2 separate regions of the Zea mays genome follow, and region 2 is linked to region 1. A link is a contact called in public Hi-C data. All regions are on one chromosome and are shown on one strand. Each heading gives the region's core, a stretch centred on a gene start, on an enhancer-like site or on the middle of the called end of the contact. The rest is flanking DNA. Distances are from core to core; before and after follow the strand shown.

Region 1 (3,625 bases), core at 487-2,986:
ATGGTATGTATAACCTCATTTAATACCCGTCTTTTGAGGGGTCTCTAGGGGTTAAATGTAAAAAACACAAGAAACGGCTATTCGCGAATAGCGCGTCTCTACACGACTCTTCATACACAACATAATCTCTTGAGAGCATTTATAATATGGTTGATTTTAAAAACCCTCCATTGTATGATTGAGCTTCTTAGATGTCTCATAACAACGGTAGGGTTGCATTGATGTAGGTGTCTTGAGAGCTCATCTTATACCATGGAACTCGAATAAAAAAAGTGGTTAAACTATGGAACTCAGAATAAAAAGTGGTTGCAACAGCATAAGCATTTTCATGTTGCTACAACTATAATTTCCATCTCACTTAAAAAGAGTCATTCTACCAAGATCTAGCTGAGGAACCAATATACATACCAATCGATCTTGACATAGCAAGTATACCGGAGACCCTATAGCCGTTCCATTGGATGACCTTGCCTCCCAGGGCCTCAATCCTCGCGCGCTCATCCTTCCTGTCAGGCTGAAACAACCACGGGTGAATCGCACGATCGCCATCATGCCTCGCTCCAAGCAAAAGCAAAGGCTCACCTTGTGATCAATCGACAGCTCTACTGGCTCCTTCCCACGGCAGAGAACGGCACGCGAATCCCCGCAGTTGGCGACCACCACATGGGATGAGCACACGACGGCGACAACCGCAGTGGAGCCCACGTTCTCGGCGGCCACCGGCCGTGACTCCTGGACGGCACCGACGAGCCTGCTCGCCTGCCCTGACACCTCGTCATCCAGCCTCTGGAAGCATCCGGTGAACAGCTCGTCCCAGTGCTCCTTCATGTCCACGTCGCAGCTAATCTGCCCCAAATCCTCGCCGAGTAGCCTCAGCTCCTGCCTCAAGAGTACCTGGAGCCTCTCCCGGCAGTAGTTGGCCACCTGCACAGCGACAAGAAGCGGCGGATCAGGTGCCATCGATGGAAGGTGGGGTGGGTTTCCCCCAAGCCCGCGGGCGTACCTCGGCACCGCCGTGGCCGTCGAAGACGCCGAACAGGTGCGCCGGCAGGCGGAGCGCGCCGGCGTCGAGGCCCAGGCCGTCGAGGTCCCTGCGGCTGGCGAGGAGGCGCACCGGCACGTCGGCGAACCGCGGGGCCGCGGCGCAGGCGTCCTCCATCTCGGCGCTGCGGCCGCGCGTGGACGCGCAGCCCCAGACCGGCGCGCAGTCCATGAGGTAGACGCTCCTCTTGCCGCCCGCGGCCGCGCCGAGATCCAGCTTGTCGACCCCCGCGCTTTCCGCGGCGGCGGAGGCGGCCTCGTCATCCACGCACATCGCCGCCGCCATCACAGTCACAGCAGAACCCCCTCCCTCCGGCTTGCACGAACCACACGCGTGCCCCCCGCCCACCGCGGCGTCGAAGAACCACCACCACCACCGTGAGAGGCGGCCGGGGTCGGGACTCGGGGTCGATCGACGCACCAGGCAGGCACGGACTCGAGACGCGAGGAAGCGGCGAGCGGGCGGGCCGGCCGGCCTTGCAGTGGTAGGAGGGGTGTGGTATGGCTACAGAGTACAGTCTCGGTGGGGTGGGTGATGAGGAAGCCGATGGTGCGCGCGCGTGGGGAGGGGGAAAGAAGCAGGCAGAGCAGGTGGGGGGGAACGGGGAGGGGAAGGGAAGGAAGAAGAAGCGAGCGAGGTGGGAAGAGGGGATTGGCCTGGGGCTGGCTGCGCCGTAGCGGGCAGGTCTCCACGACTCGTCACGCCGCTGGGGAGGGTCCGCGTGGCGCTTGATATTATTTGTCTTGTACCGTACCAGTGCTTGCTCGCGTGCGCGCCTCCCCTCGTCTCTGCTACCTGTTGCGCTCCCATTCGCTCGCATGTGGGTCGCTGTTCCTGTGCGACTGACTGACTGACCACTTCGTGCCGGTTTGTCAGTGACTCAGTGTAGCAGTGGCACTGCTCTGCTCTGGCCCTGCGTGTCCGATCTTCACGAGAAGCCTGACACTCGGAGGGGGTACGGATTTTTTCCTGACTTTTTTCCTGGTACGCAGGGCACGTACTGTACGGGTATGCAGCCAACTGTTCCGTTGCTCACGTACGCAGGATCTATTTACGACACCAAATAAATAAATGAATATTTGGTGTCGTAAATTTTAGTTAAATCTTACGTAAGTTCATGGGTACACGAAAAAAGATCAGGATGGAGCGGTTTTGAGCTGGTTGACCAGTTCGTCGTCTCCAGACCATAAGTAGGGCGGCCTCGTAGTGTCATCCATTCCATATACTATACGTAGTACAGTAGTCTACGCTTTACCTGTAGGCTGTAGCTGAAAACGGCGTTTCCCGGCCGCCGGATAATGTATGTATGCGAGAGGGGGGTAGCCACGTACGCGCTGCCGTTGGCGACAGGGATGACGATGCGCGCGTGACGCCGGCCCGGGCGGTCCGATCCAGATCCGACGAAACCCAGGGCGACGGCGTCGGCGCGCGGTCGGGACATGAGATCAGATCCGATGAGCAATGAGCTCGGGCGACGGCCGAGGCCGAGAGCCCACTGCTGTGACTGCGACTGCGAGGCGGACCGGAGTCTCCGATGCACACGCACCGCCGGCCGTGGTGGGTGCCGGTTTCTCCAGACTCCGGTGGGTCGTCGGAGGGAGCCGGCGTCGCCTCCGACAAGGCTGGCTGGTCTGGTCGCGTCAATGATTGATTGATTGACGAGTAGTAGTACTAGTACCGGTGACCTGTCAGGTGCCACGCCATGTGGTAGACCGCTGGCTTGGACACTTGGCACCCGGCCGTTCGAGCAGGAAAAGGAAGGTTGCCAATTTGCCATCAATCACCATGCCATCGCCGTCTGTCCGTGTCTCTGGGGGCTGGATGAGGATGATGTCCCTCGTGTCAACCAAAAAAAAACGTACGTGCTCCTGCTGGTTTCTAAACAGATTTTACATTAACTGGTTTTTTATATTAAAAAGTACTGTTAACTACCGAATAGTTTTTTTTAAAAAAATAAGCTAATTACGAAGTATGCGTCAAAATAAAAAGCGAGATGAAACGAGAAATTCGTCGCAAAAGATGCGAGCGGAGAGATTTTTTTTTTTTGCTAAAAAAATGAAAAGGAAACAGACAGCGAGAGAAAAGATCTGAACTGGCCTTTGCTTGCCCGCCTCTGCTGCCGTGCTGGGGATATGCATCCGCAGGAAGCCGGTCGCCGATCGCTACGTGCCCCCCGTCGCGGCGCGCCGCCATTGGCCCATGTGTCCCTCCCGGCACCACCCTCCTTTTGTGCGGGTGCGTGTGAGCGAAGCTGCCAGCGCCGCTGCCGTCTTTTCTGCGTCCGTCCGTGGGCGGGGCGGACACACGTAGCGCTCGTACACCACGTACTGCTGGTACATACACATGAACATGGCATGCAGATGCAGCGCGGCGCGTCCTTTCTAGTTCTGGAGCGCAACTGCACGAGTAGTTCTCGGCGGGGCGGGACGCTACAGAGACCAGACAGCAGAGCAGAGTGCCTGCCGATGGTGCAGCTGGAGCCGCCGGCAGGGGCGGACCCACGTGGTGGCGAGTGGGGGCACAGGCCCCCACTCAATTTTCTGATTTTAGTGGATATCCTTTCTTATTTACTGTGGTTATAAA
Region 2 (3,430 bases), core at 79-2,578, 160 kb after region 1:
GTGTCATGGTCTCTCGACCTGAAAAGTATCAAGCCCCACTCAAGCTATGCACATTAATTTGCGTGATCATTGAACATTCTACTCTAATAAGACAGAAAAAAAACATTACAAATGATGCCCACATAATATATGGCGCTTTCGCAGCTCTATGAACACAACGGCATGGCCTTTCTTTTAAAAAAAAGAAGATGACAGTATATGATTGAAGAAAGGTAGCAGCAAATCTTCGGATATCGTTATGACAAGGACAAGTCAGCAAAAATGTCAAACGCTGACTAGAAGTATAAAGAGAAGCAGTAATGGGAGTGGGACGACACCTAGCATTTGATTTGCCTTTTGTCATGCTGATATTCATGCCCCCGGCTATAGAGGGGGTAACTCTATTACTTCTCAGTAACTCACTGCCATAACAATGCTACCGGTTTGTTACTAACCAAATGACAAAGAAACTGAGAAGAGACAAGCGTATAGCATAAACGAAGTCCACGCCTGGAATTCAAAGGTTTATTAAGAGTAACGCACATGTGAGAAAAAAAAATGGAATATTCAGGTGTTACAAGCAGCAGCATAAGCTTATGCCCCATTATCCTGATATATATAAAAAAACCAATTATCAGGTAAGTGTTTCTTCACTTAAAGGCAGTAGCCATGGTTTCAGAGTTTCAGACTGATTTGATCTGCTTTCGCATGCCATTTCCACCGAGCCATTGGGCATTCTGCATTCATTTCTACTCTGAAGTCCAGCGCCATAGCCCATCGCTTTCCTACTGGTCGGTTACACACGCAAACAGGATCGGATATTTTTGGGTGTGTACAGTGTACTTTGTGTGTGTGTGTGTGTCATCTAAACTTCCGAAGAATCTCTCACGAGAACATCTTGCAACTAAGCACACCAGATTATAACACAGTAAACAATCGTGCAAACTACACACCAACTTCGTTTGCAGACTCTGTCACATGTTGCTTCTCTTCACGCGACGGCAACACTGTTCTCTTTAAGCGACGGCAACGGATTTGCGGTAGCAGTAACAATAATGCACTAAACGGAAACCCAATAGCAGGCAAAACAAGCAATGACCTCCTGGAAGCTCACCTCCTGACGACTGAACCGAAAATTTTCGCAGGCGAAGATCCTAGCAGCGCGCAGCGGGTAGGGAGGGGGACGGGAATAGAACTCACTAGAAGGAGGAGCAGGAGCAGCAGAATCAGGTGGATCCTCCTCGCGGCCGCATTAGATGGGTGGGTGGACAGGATCGGGACGCCACCGCCGCTGTCCGTGTGCAGGTCAAGTGTTTGACGCATCGGGGAGAAGCAGGCGCCGCGGCAGCTACAGTTTATAGCGTGCGGGAGCCGGGAGGGGAGGGGAGGGGAGGGGAGGGAGGAGGTGGACAGGTAGGGGGAGGTGCATGCACCTGGGGAGCGGGTGGCAGCAGACGCTACTCTCACCTAGGCTCTCCCGCTTCGTTACCATGACGTGTGGGTCTACTTGTTCTGGTGGGCCTAGTGGAGAGGGACCCTCTCTTTCCCGTTTTCTCGGTGCACGAAATTGTGGGTCCCTGTTGACGAGTACTCTTACTTCCATTGGTAGTATTTGATATATTTGCCTGTTTGGTATGGATTGCTTCGTGAGGAAAAAGTTTACAAAGACGTTTGGTTCACCATCACACATTATGCGAGTGGCAAATCTGGAGCAAAGCCTGGGAGCTGCTGTGATCTTATTCTACCTATAGTTCTACTTTTCACCTTACATGTCAAGTTTTGGGTGCCGCGAAAATGATCTAACCCTAGGATGGATTAATTACAATTTCATCTAGATTATACCTGTTATTATTGTCTTGAGGTAGAGCGGAAGGTTGACTGGTGGTGGAGGAGGTAGCCGACTGCCTTGCGCTATCAAATACCTCCTCGTCGGTATTAATTCTATCAATCGAAAAACTCACATCCCATCAGCACTTAAATGAAATCAACAACTCAAATGTTCAGTGAATAATTGAATACTAGTATTATACTATCAAAACTTCAATTAACAGCTCACTGTCACTGGGCGTGGGTGCTCAAGCGTTGGCAGGCGGGCGGCGACTGGCCGCTTGGGCGGGCAGAGCGGCCTGCGGCAGTTTAGCGCCTGCTAGCCTAGTGGCCTGGGCGTTTGTCATGGCCGATGGCCGGCTGGACGAGCGGGACTGCTGCCTGATAGATCTAGGCGATGGCTAGAGCATAGAGGCGTGGATTAGGCGGAGCAGAGGCGGATCGGGTCATCGGGCTAGCCGCTGGCGCGAGTGCGAAGGAGGCGGACGACGTACCATGAAGGGGTAGAGATTAAATTAGGACGCTTTAATTTTGTTCAACGGTTTAGCTTTCAAACCGTCTTAGAAGTGTCTGTCGTGTTTTTTCATGGGCTTAACTTAAATAGGTGAGGGGATAAGGGCATTGTATGGTTGCATTTTCAGACATGTTAGACCGTGGGTGGATCTTGTAAAATATAAGGACGTGTAATTGTATATGATATTGTTTGTATAATGAAATTTAAAATAAAGAACGGGACAGTGGATTAGTTGGCGGTAGCCAGTACGGCCACGTAGAGCCGTAAAAATACAGTTCCGTTCTGTAGTCTGCGAGCGAGAGAGCAGCATTGCAGCAGGCGGCCACGCTAGAACGAAACCGACGCCGAGCCGGCGAGGGCGCGAGCCGTTGCTTCCCGGGTCACAACACTTTTGCTCGCTCGCCTTCCCTCCCACTTCCACATGGCCGATCTCCTCCACGCGCGCTTCCTCTCGCTCCCCTTGGCCCCGAACCCTAGCCCCGCCCTCCCCGCGAGCGGCGCGCGGCGGGTGCCCCCGGTCCCCGTGCCTCGCCAAGCTCCTCCTCGCCGGAGACCGAGTGGTGCCCGGTGCAGCCGGAGCAGCGCCCCGTGAAGTGTGAACGAGTACGAGGCGCTCGCGGCCTCCCTTCCCTTCTCCCGGGCGGCGGGGGACCTCCGATCCTACTGCTCCCGCCTCGCGCTCACGGGCGCCGCCGTCGCGCTCTTCGTCGGGCTCCCCGTCGCCGCCTTCGGGGCACGCGGCGGGGCCGGCGGCGACGCTCTGCACCTCACGCTCGGCGCCACGGGGTCCGGGATCCTCGCCGTCACGCTCGCGGTCATGCGGATGTACCTCGGGTGGGCCTACGTCGGCAACCGCCTGCTCAGCGCCACAGTGGAGTGTGAGAAATCCAAATCAACTCCGTTCTCCTTTCTGTTAGTCTGCATTGCGTTAGTCTGATGTCTGTATCGTATTTGATTCAGATGAGGAGACGGGATGGTATGATGGACAGGTGAGATGTTTCTGTTGATCGCGTCGTTTCTGGTATTTGATCCTAATAAATTTCTGAATTGTCCTCTGCTGAGATTGAGCTGTAGTACTTTGAGGTACTCTATGACAGGTAGAGCGGCGAT

Evidence for each region. A called contact is a pair of places that touch in the nucleus more often than the background predicts.
Region 2: a Hi-C map of leaf shows a contact between it and region 1, with 4 times the contacts expected there. The contact joins the promoter of LOC100276634 here to the promoter of LOC100381549 in region 1. A contact is called at or near these places in 3 of 25 Hi-C or Micro-C datasets (bundle sheath, leaf and tassel).

The regions. Positions count from the first base shown.
Region 1 is chr6:173,044,722-173,048,346 of Zm-B73-REFERENCE-NAM-5.0, forward strand. It overlaps LOC100381549, which reads right to left and starts at 1,737. Exons shown (of 4, transcript NM_001361444.1): 1 at 1,004-1,737; 2 at 583-924; 3 at 409-514. The coding sequence starts at 1,327.
Region 2 is chr6:173,204,275-173,207,704 of Zm-B73-REFERENCE-NAM-5.0, forward strand. It overlaps LOC100276634 (reversion-to-ethylene sensitivity1 like3), which reads right to left and starts at 1,329. Exons shown (of 3, transcript NM_001150373.1): 1 at 1,180-1,329; 2 at 1-18. It also overlaps the pseudogene LOC100274973.